2 separate regions of the Pan troglodytes genome follow, and region 2 is linked to region 1. The links are chromatin contacts, called in public Hi-C maps. All regions are on one chromosome and are shown on one strand. Each heading gives the region's core, a stretch centred on a gene start, on an enhancer-like site or on the middle of the called end of the contact. The rest is flanking DNA. Distances are from core to core; before and after follow the strand shown. Region 1 holds the start of GEMIN2 (gem nuclear organelle associated protein 2). Region 2 has its middle 65 kb from the start of FBXO33.

Region 1 (4,379 bases), core at 882-3,381:
TTCCATTGGTAGTTGATTGGCAAGGTAACCTTTTCTCCAGAAAAAAATTGAAAGAAAATGCTAATAATTTACAGTAAAAAATAAAAATTAAAAAAAATGTATTTGTGGCCTGGCCCAGTGGCTCACACCTGTAATCCCAGCACTTTGGTAGGCCAAGGTGAGTGGATCACTTGAGCCCGGGAGGTCAAGGCTGGGTAATATTTTATTTTATTTTATTTTATTTTTTTGAGATGGAGTTTTGCTCTTGTTGCCCAGGCTGGAGTGCAATGGCACAATCTCGGCTCCCTGCCACCTCCGACTCCTGGATTCAAGCGATTCTCCTGCCTCAGGCTCCCAAGTAGCTGGGATTACAGGCGCCCATCACCATGCCCAGCTAGTATTTTGTATTTTTACCAAAGACGGGGTTTCACCATGTTGGCCAGGCTGGTCTCGAACTCCTGACCTCAGGTGATGTGCCCAGCTCGGCCTCCCAAAGTGGTGGGATTACAGGCATGAGCCACTGCGCCTGGCCAAGATTATTTACGGATGCAAAATTTCCTCCACAAAGAACAGCTTTGCAGGGCCATTTCAAAATACGGCAAAGAAACATGTTTTGGGGTAAAATATTTTTATTTTCTTCTTTGTCTCGTAATGTCATGCCGAAGTGAGGTTGAAAAGTAAATCGTGATATATAGGGTTAAATAAAACCCATCTGATGAGAATTTATGATTTGTAGGGCATGACTCCCCAGACCCCTTAGATAGGAATTTGGGCAAAATAAAAAAATCAGGCCAGGCGCGGTGGCTCATGCCTGTAATCCCAGCACTTTGGGAGGCCGAGGCGGGTGGATCACGAGGTCAGGAGATCGACATCATCCAGGCTAACACGGTGAAACCCCGTCTCTACTAAAAATACAATAAATTAGCCGGGCGTGGTGGCGAGTGCCTGTAGTCCCGGCGGCTACTCGGGAGCCTGAGGCAGGAGAATGGCGTGAACCCGGGAGGCGGAGCTTGCAGTGAGCCGAGATTGCGCCACTGCACTCCAGCCTGGGCGACAGAGCGAGACTCCGTCTCAAAAAAAAAAAAAAAAAAAAAAAAAAAAAAAAAATTCAGTTTAGTCCTCACGTCACTACTTACTTTTTCAAATTTGTCCTTGATTATCACCAAAATGTTGGACGACAGGAGTATTTCATCCTATTCTAAGTCTGTTTTTCCCAAAACCAGTGAAAATTTGTTAACCAAATAACTGTAGTTTGCAGCCAGGCGATATCTTTCCAAGTGTCCCAATTGTTTAGTTACAGTTCCTAAGCATTAAGTACTTAAATAAGCTAAGGACTATCCTCACTTTATCTTCAATTTAGACTTACATCCTGGTTTGAAATCAATTCCTTGCAAACTAAAGGCAGTGCCATAAATAAAAATTTTTAACCTTCTAAAATAAACATCAGTGTTAGAAAATAAGTCAATTGTATTCACTCAATTGTATTTGTTTAGAAATAATCAGATATTATACTTGTTTCTTGCACATTCTTGCCTTGTTTCCTCACCTATGAAATGGAGATAATAATACTATCTACCTAACAAGATTGACCTAACATTTTTGTTAATTTCTGGGTGTTAGCATTAGTTTCATTTTTTTCACTATTTGTATTTAAACGAAGAGATTTTTCTTTAAAACAAAAATTAAAAAGTGCTGGCTATTCTAGGAGTAATATTCCAAATAAACATACAGTGATCTTTGAAGTGGTCAAGCACTAGAAATTTCTGTAGAAAATTAATTTTTCATTCATTTGGCATCGCATAAATCTAGGTTGGAATTGGTTCTTCCTCTTTGGAAGGTCAGTCCCTGCCCTAAGAGAGGGGTATATTACCACCCACTTCACAAGACTGTTCTAAGAATCAAATGAGAAAATGTGTTTATGAAGAGTTTAAGAATTTAGAGCTCCATGAATGATAATTACAGTAATATTGTTCATTAATTCAAAAAACATTTTTAAGGATCCCTCACTACTAGGGATGCATAAAAGTTGCTAACCCTCGGCCTTTACCCAGCGTTAGAAGACAAAACAGAGGGTAAAAGACCCAGAAACGCGTTCGAACCAATTCAGCTAGGAATTAAATTCTCAGATCCTTTATTACACCACCGGAGCCTTAACCTTGAGGCAAGCAGCAATTTGTTCATGCGCAGTTAACGCTCCCTAAACTGCCACTTGCTCAGCTCCGCGCCTAAGGTGTCTATTAGTGCGCCTGCGCTGTGACCTAGAATGGGCGCATGCGCCGAGCGGAACTGGCTGGTTTGAAAACCATGGCGTGGGTACCAGCGGAGTCCGCAGTGGAAGAGTTGATGCCTCGGCTATTGCCGGTAGAGCCTTGCGACTTGACGGAAGGTTTCGATCCCTCGGTACCCCCGAGGACGCCTCAGGAATACCTGAGGCGGGTCCAGTGAGTGATTCGGCCCTGGGCGGGTGGGCTGGTCTTCTGCCCTGCCCCTGGGTACAGCCCTCGGTGCTCTATTCCCGTTCCAGTCTGTTGCGAGTTCGGGTCTATTCAGGATTCTGGATTACATCCTAACGTGGGCGAGTTTCTGTTGAACGTGATTGCACGTATCAAGATGTGTGCTCTTAGATTTGTTTTGAATCCAGATAATTTCAGAAATATATTGTTTAGTACCTCAATTGGAAGTCTGAATTTTTTTTCTGATTTCACAATGAACTGTGGAAGTGGATCGCTTGTTTTACTACACCTGAGCAAAGCACAATAGAAATTTAATTTATCGCGTTTATTACTTATTTGTAGGATCGAAGCAGCTCAATGTCCAGATGTTGTGGTAGCTCAAATTGACCCAAAGAAGTTGAAAAGGAAGCAAAGTGTGAATATTTCTGTGAGTTTTATTAACCGTCTGGAGATTACCCCCAACCCCCCAATTAAAAGACTAACGCTCTTCCTATAGTATCTGACAGCATCAATTATGACGTAAGATTTGACTACTCCGTGCAAAGTTAGACATTCGCTTGTACTTTTTCCTTCAGAAAGACAATTGGCATTTACTGCCTCTAAAGAGGCTTTCTGTAACTCTAGCCTTTGTGGAGTCTTGCCCATCTTACTTCAGGACATTATCCAGTCCTTTCAAAGGAGTCTTTAAAAGGGTTACTTATGCTATCTTTTATTTTTTGCTTGTTTGTTTGTTTATAGAGAGGGAGTCTCTGTTGCCAGCTGGTCTGGAACTCCTGGCCTCAAGTGATCCTCCCTCCTCTGCCACCCAAAGCGTTGGGATCACAGGCGTGAGCCACCTCACCTGGCCCCTTTATTTTTTAAGGAACTTTTTCCAGTTATTGGATTGGTGTTTAATCTTAGTGTGCTTTGCATGTTCTGAATTTGACCAAGTTTCACTTTTTTTAAGAATAGAAACCCAGATGTCTTACACTTTTTTTTTTTTTTTTTTTTTTGAGACAGTTTCACTCTTGTTGCCCAGGCTGCAGTGCAGTGGTGCGATCTCAGCTCACTGCAACCTCTGCCTTCCGGTTTCAAGCGATTACCGTGCCTCAGCCTCCCGAGTAGCTGGGATTACAGGCGCCCACCACCACACCCGGCTAATTTTTGTATTTTTAGTAGAGACGGGGTTTCACCATGTTGTCCAGTCTGGTCTCGAACTCCTGACCTCGTGATGCGCCCACCTCTGCCTCCCAAACTGCTGGGATTACAGGTGTGAGCCACCATACCCGGCCTTACACTTTTATAGCTACTTGCACACTCTGGACATTTTCATTTATTTATTTATCCAGCACATCTTTAATTAAGCAACTAGGTTGTGCCGGGCATTGGGAATTCAACAGAGGGTAAGACAAAAAAGGTTCCTACCCTTGTAGAGTTTACATACCCTCCTGAGGAAGACAGAGAGTAAACAAGCAAACAAATAATTACATATTGTGATTATTGCTATGAAGAAAATAAGCATGTATAATAATCAATAAATGACAGAACTACTGTAGAGGAATCATAGAAGGGCTCTCTTTTTCCCCCCCCTTTTTTTTTGCGTCTCAATTTTTCGCCCAGGCTGGAGTGCAGTGGCACAATCTCAGCTCATCACAACCTCTGCCTCCCAGGTTTAAGAGCTTCTCTTGCCTCAGCCCCCTGAGTAGGTAGGATTACAGGCGTGTGCCACCACACCTGACTAATTTTTGTATTTTTAGTAGAGACATGGTTTTACCATGTTGGCCAGGCTGGTCTCAAACTCCTGACCTGAAGTGATCTGCCTGCCTCTGCCTCCTAAAGTGCTGGGATTACAGGTGTGAGCCACCACGCCTGGCCAGCAAAGGTCTCTCTAAGGAGGTGCTATTTAACCTAAGCTCAAAGGAGGGTGGCATTTTATTTTATTTATTTTTATTTTTTCTTTTTTTTTTT
Region 2 (4,379 bases), core at 886-3,385, 250 kb after region 1:
GTGCCTTTAGCCTTCTCCTTTTTTCTGGAATACCCAGAATTCAAATATTTGGTTACACTATGGTGCTCTGTACATCACATAGGCTTTGTTCATTCTTATTATTTTTTCTTTTTTTTGCATGTGTGTGTTACTGAGTTATTTCAAAAGGCCTGTGTTTAGGTTCTGAAATTCTTTCCTCTGGTTGATCTAGTCTATTGTTGAAGCTTTCAGATGTGTTTGTAATTTCATGTACTTTTATTCTAGGATATCTGGGTTTTTAAAAATACCTATCTATCTATCTATCTATCTATCTATCTATCTATCTATCTGGTAATTTCTCATTTATATCCTGAATTGCTTTTCTGATTTCTTTGTGTTGTTCATCTGTGTTCTCTTGCATCTCACTGAGCTTTAATAACATTATTTTGAATTATTTCTCCAGCATCTTATAAATTTCATTTTTATTGGAATCTAATGCTGGAGAATTATTTTGTTTCTCTGGCTATGTCACATTTTCTTTCTTTTTTATGTTTTTTGTCTCCTTTACATTGATATTTGTATGTCTGGTGTAACAATCACTTCTTCTGATTTTTTGTATTGGCTTTTGTAGGGCCAGACTTTTTCCTAAAAGTGTGCCTGTGTTGTTGGTTGGGTAGGGCACTTTAGCTTTGATTCTGGGTGCATGCAGTAGTGTAGTCTCTATGCAGTTTCTTAGACTTTAAGCAGCTTCAGTGGTGTTTGTGATTTCATCAGTTGCTTAGGCTGTAGTTGTTAGTGGAGACTGTGGTGAGGTTTTGCTGGATATAGGGATGCCAGGTGGGCCAGGCCGTCCTCAGGGCCCAGTAGTGGGAATAGTGAGCTGAGTGTGCCTGTCCTTGGGCCTCTGCGTGTCCATACACGGGTACAGGTATTAACAGGTCTGAGTAGCCTATTCTTGGGCTTCTGGGTAACTTTGTTGGGTGCTGGTAGTTGCATTGGTGGGCCAGGCGGGTGGGTTGTTGTGCCCCTGGGCAGTGTGTGTATCATGAGCAATGTCTGTAGTGGTGGTAAGACAACTTTTGAGTTTCCAGGTGGCACACACTTGTTTTGGAAATGGCTGTGTTGGGCTGGGTGGGCCAGTTCCCAGGCCCTCAGGGCACGTGCCAGCGGGTACCAGCTGTGATGTTAGTGGCAGGCTAAGTGAGCCCATCTTCAGGCCCCTAGGAGGAGTGTACAGATGCCAGCAGTGGTGGATGGGTTGGGCTGATCCCCACGCCCTTGGATGGTGTGTTTGGAAATAGCCTGTCCTCAGTCTGTCCTGTGGTATGCATGGGTGCAGTTTGTGGTGGACAGATCGGGGTGACCCTTAGGTTTCCTGGCAGAGCACTTGGATGGTGGCAGCTGCATTGTGGTGAGTGGAGAGAGCCCATCCTCAGGGCACACACTAGTGCACCGTTGTCCTTTTGCTGGTGGGGATGGGGTTGCTGTCAGTGCTCACAGCTGCAGGTAGGCAACTCGTAGGCTCTAGGGAGGACAAACTTCAACCTCTGGCATTGGTGGCAACAGCAGAAATAGTTCTCAGAGTGTGTGCAAGTGCATGGCAGCTGTGCTGCTGAGGGGCAGAGAGTTGCTGCCAGTGGCGCACGCTTGGGTCCCTGGTGGCAGCAGCAGTGTGGCACACTGGAAAGCCACGCAGTTGTGCTGTGGCCCTGCTGCTGATGGAGGCAGGGTTTTTATCAATGGCAGTAGCTTTAGGCAGGCAGGTTTCAGGCTCTGGAGAACTTGCAGCACTTTGGTTCCCTTTGTCCTGGGGGCAGCCTCCCTTGTGTGCTACAGTGCCCTATCCTTGGGGTGCAGGATACTGTGTGTGCTAGAGTGTTGGCGACCCTGTCATTCCACTGATTCCAACTGATACTATGCCACTGCAGTCATCCTGGTGAATGCAGGGGAATATCAGTGCAGCTTCAGGGGTGTGGAGATGCAGGGGCTGTTGAGCCCTAGAGCAGAAGGCCTAGTCTGGTGGGGCTGGATTTTGAAATGGTGCTGTGCTGCACAGCTTGGATTTCAGGGACTGAGTGTGGTACTCGGCATGAGCTCCCTCTCTAGAGCAATGCTAACGTGCTATGTCTAGGCAGCTCCTTATGCTAGCTAGTCTGAGGGTTCTGTCCTGTGGCTAATGTTGCAGGAGTTTGCAGTGGGAATGTGGATACCTGGGGATCCCTCACCCTTTTCCTACACTGGAGAGCCTCTTTGGGCACCCAGCTGAGCTGGCTGCCAGACTTCCTTCTCCTTCCATGCCTCAGGTATTTCCTGTCACTTCTCTATTCCATTCCAGTATTCTCTCTTAGGTGATCTATTCAAAGTGTGATTATCTACATGCTATTTTGGTTCTTTGTGGAGGAGGCAAATGTCAGATGCCTCTAGTCTGCTGTCTTGAAGCCCCTTCTCTTCTCTATTTGTATTATTTTTTATTGTTGTCGGTTTTTTTTCCAAATATTGTGATCTGTGGTTGATTGATTCTGTGGATTCAGAACTCATAGTTACAGAGGAACTACTGCATATTGCTTTCTAAGTATCAATTAATATCAATATATTATCTTTTAATGTTGTTGGTGAGAAGTCTGAAGGAAATTTCATTTTGTTCCCTTTGTTGGTAACCTGATTTTTTTCCTGTGGAAACTTGCTTTTTCTCCCCCCTTTATCTTTGGTGTTCTGACAATCACAATATAATGCATTTACATGTGAGGCTCTTTTCAATTATTGTTTTATTAAGGTTCTCTGAGAAAGATTCCAAGATTGAATTAGACAATGAAGAGATTTATTGAGGAAGAACACCTGTGAAGGATTTAGGGGTGAGAGAGCAAAATTAGATTGGAGAGGACTTTCGGACAGTGATTCAGGTCTGTCATCAGTGAATGGAGAGAGAGAAGGAAGAAAAATTGGGTGTAAACAGTCTTAGTGCATCTCTGAGAAAGTCTCAGGCAGGGCAGTGGCAATTCCCAGGGTAAAAATTGCCTGTTAGAATAGTCCCTCATTAGGTAGGAATGGCTCTATTCTGGTTCCCCTGCTGTGTTCTGTCCTTGGCTTGGAGAATCTCCCAGGAGGAACCTGGTTTTTGTGTGCGTGCTGAAGGCTAAAGAACTGTACTCCTCATAGCAGGGTTTTTGCAGAGGAGAGACATGATTTGGTGTACCATGGCTGCCACCTTGTGTTAAGGCACTTACTCTGAAGACTCATGTTCTGAAATTCTGGGAATTTTTTTTTTTAATCTTTGGAAAATTCCTTTTCTACTTTTCTTATATTTTTAGTCTCTACTTTTTTTCTTTTTCTTTTCTTTTTTTTTTTTTTGGTAATTTTTGACCTATAGGTAATTTAATCTTTCAACTTTTGTTCTGAAAATTTTTTTCAATTATATATTCCAGTCATTCTCTTGAAATTTTTTTCGGTAAACATACGTTTAATCTTCAAGAACATTTTTATTATACTTGTTTCTTTAGTTCATACTTTGTTTCACAGATGTTGTCCTTTTTGTAAAGATTTATTATCTTCTTCAATCTCTCTATGTTAGAGCTTTCTAAAAGTTGTCTTCTAAATTATCTGTTTCCTCTGGAGTTAATAATTAAATTCCATTTGCTTCTCTTGGGTCTTCTGTCCTCACCATGCTTGCTAAGCCTGAAGTTATCCATGTTTCAGAAAGACGAACTAGTTAACTAGTACTGGCTCATATTTTTTAAAATGTAAGATGGACTGTTTTCCTGTTACATGGCTTTCTCAAGTGAGAATTCAGACTGGGAGATCTTTTTTCTTGTGGGTAGGACTTGGGGAGCGGAATCTGTGACTGACAGGGTTTGCCTTGGGTTGAGCAGATAGGGATCTGGTTGGCAGGGTGAAGGCTGTTCAGATGCCGGAAAGAGATCTAGTCACACTAGAAGCCCTTGCTTGTTCCAGTTTAATTTCTTTAGGGAAGATCTGTCCGGTGTTTTAGCTAGAGGCAAATCCAGGCTCACTGCCTTGTGCTTGGGATTATAGGACTAGAATGGTAGTGCCTACAATTAGGTATTCTATATACAGATCTTTAATCTCCCTCTTTTCACACTCATCCTTAATTCTGTGTATAGTATAGGGTACACATCTTCAGGTTCCATCAGGTAGACTGGCTTCCAGCCCCTGGTAACAGATTCTAGGCTGTGGCTTTCTCTAGTTATTTTATCTTCAACCTAATCCTCTCTGCTCCTCCTCTCCTCCAAAAAAATGGAAAACCTCTTATTTGTTGGTGGCCTCCTTTATTCTTTTTACCGTTATGGGATTTCAGTCAGCTCTTTGTGTTTTTTTCAGTGGGGTCTCAGGAGGTGGGCAGATGATAAATGCATGTGCTTTGTCTGCCATCTCGAAGCTTCAGTTTTCTATTGTTAATTGTTACC

What was found. Hi-C and Micro-C count contacts between places; a contact is called where the count stands out from the background.
Region 2: a contact with region 1 is called in a Hi-C map of induced pluripotent stem cells, with 2.1 times the contacts expected there. The contact joins the enhancer-like site here to the promoter of GEMIN2 in region 1. A contact is called at or near these places in 3 of 7 Hi-C or Micro-C datasets (blood and induced pluripotent stem cells), 1 of 1 datasets of contacts at active chromatin or transcription factors (stem cell-derived excitatory neurons) and 1 of 1 other capture datasets (stem cell-derived neural stem cells).

Annotation. Positions count from the first base shown.
Region 1 is chr15:37,353,395-37,357,773 of NHGRI_mPanTro3-v2.0_pri, forward strand. It overlaps GEMIN2 (gem nuclear organelle associated protein 2), which reads left to right and starts at 2,132. Exons shown (of 10, transcript XM_509917.6): 1 at 2,132-2,420; 2 at 2,775-2,859. The coding sequence starts at 2,251. LOC107968151 (a long non-coding RNA gene) reads right to left here and starts at 2,506. Exons shown (of 2, transcript XR_010150912.1): 1 at 2,407-2,506.
Region 2 is chr15:37,607,121-37,611,499 of NHGRI_mPanTro3-v2.0_pri, forward strand. No RefSeq gene overlaps it. Among named protein-coding and RNA genes, the nearest start is that of FBXO33, 65 kb to the right of the region's middle. Within about 2 kb of position 2,136, at least 7 of the 24 cell types and tissues checked have an H3K27ac peak or open chromatin away from gene starts, as enhancers often do. A contact at or near this core is called in induced pluripotent stem cells and stem cell-derived neural stem cells, where this site is marked.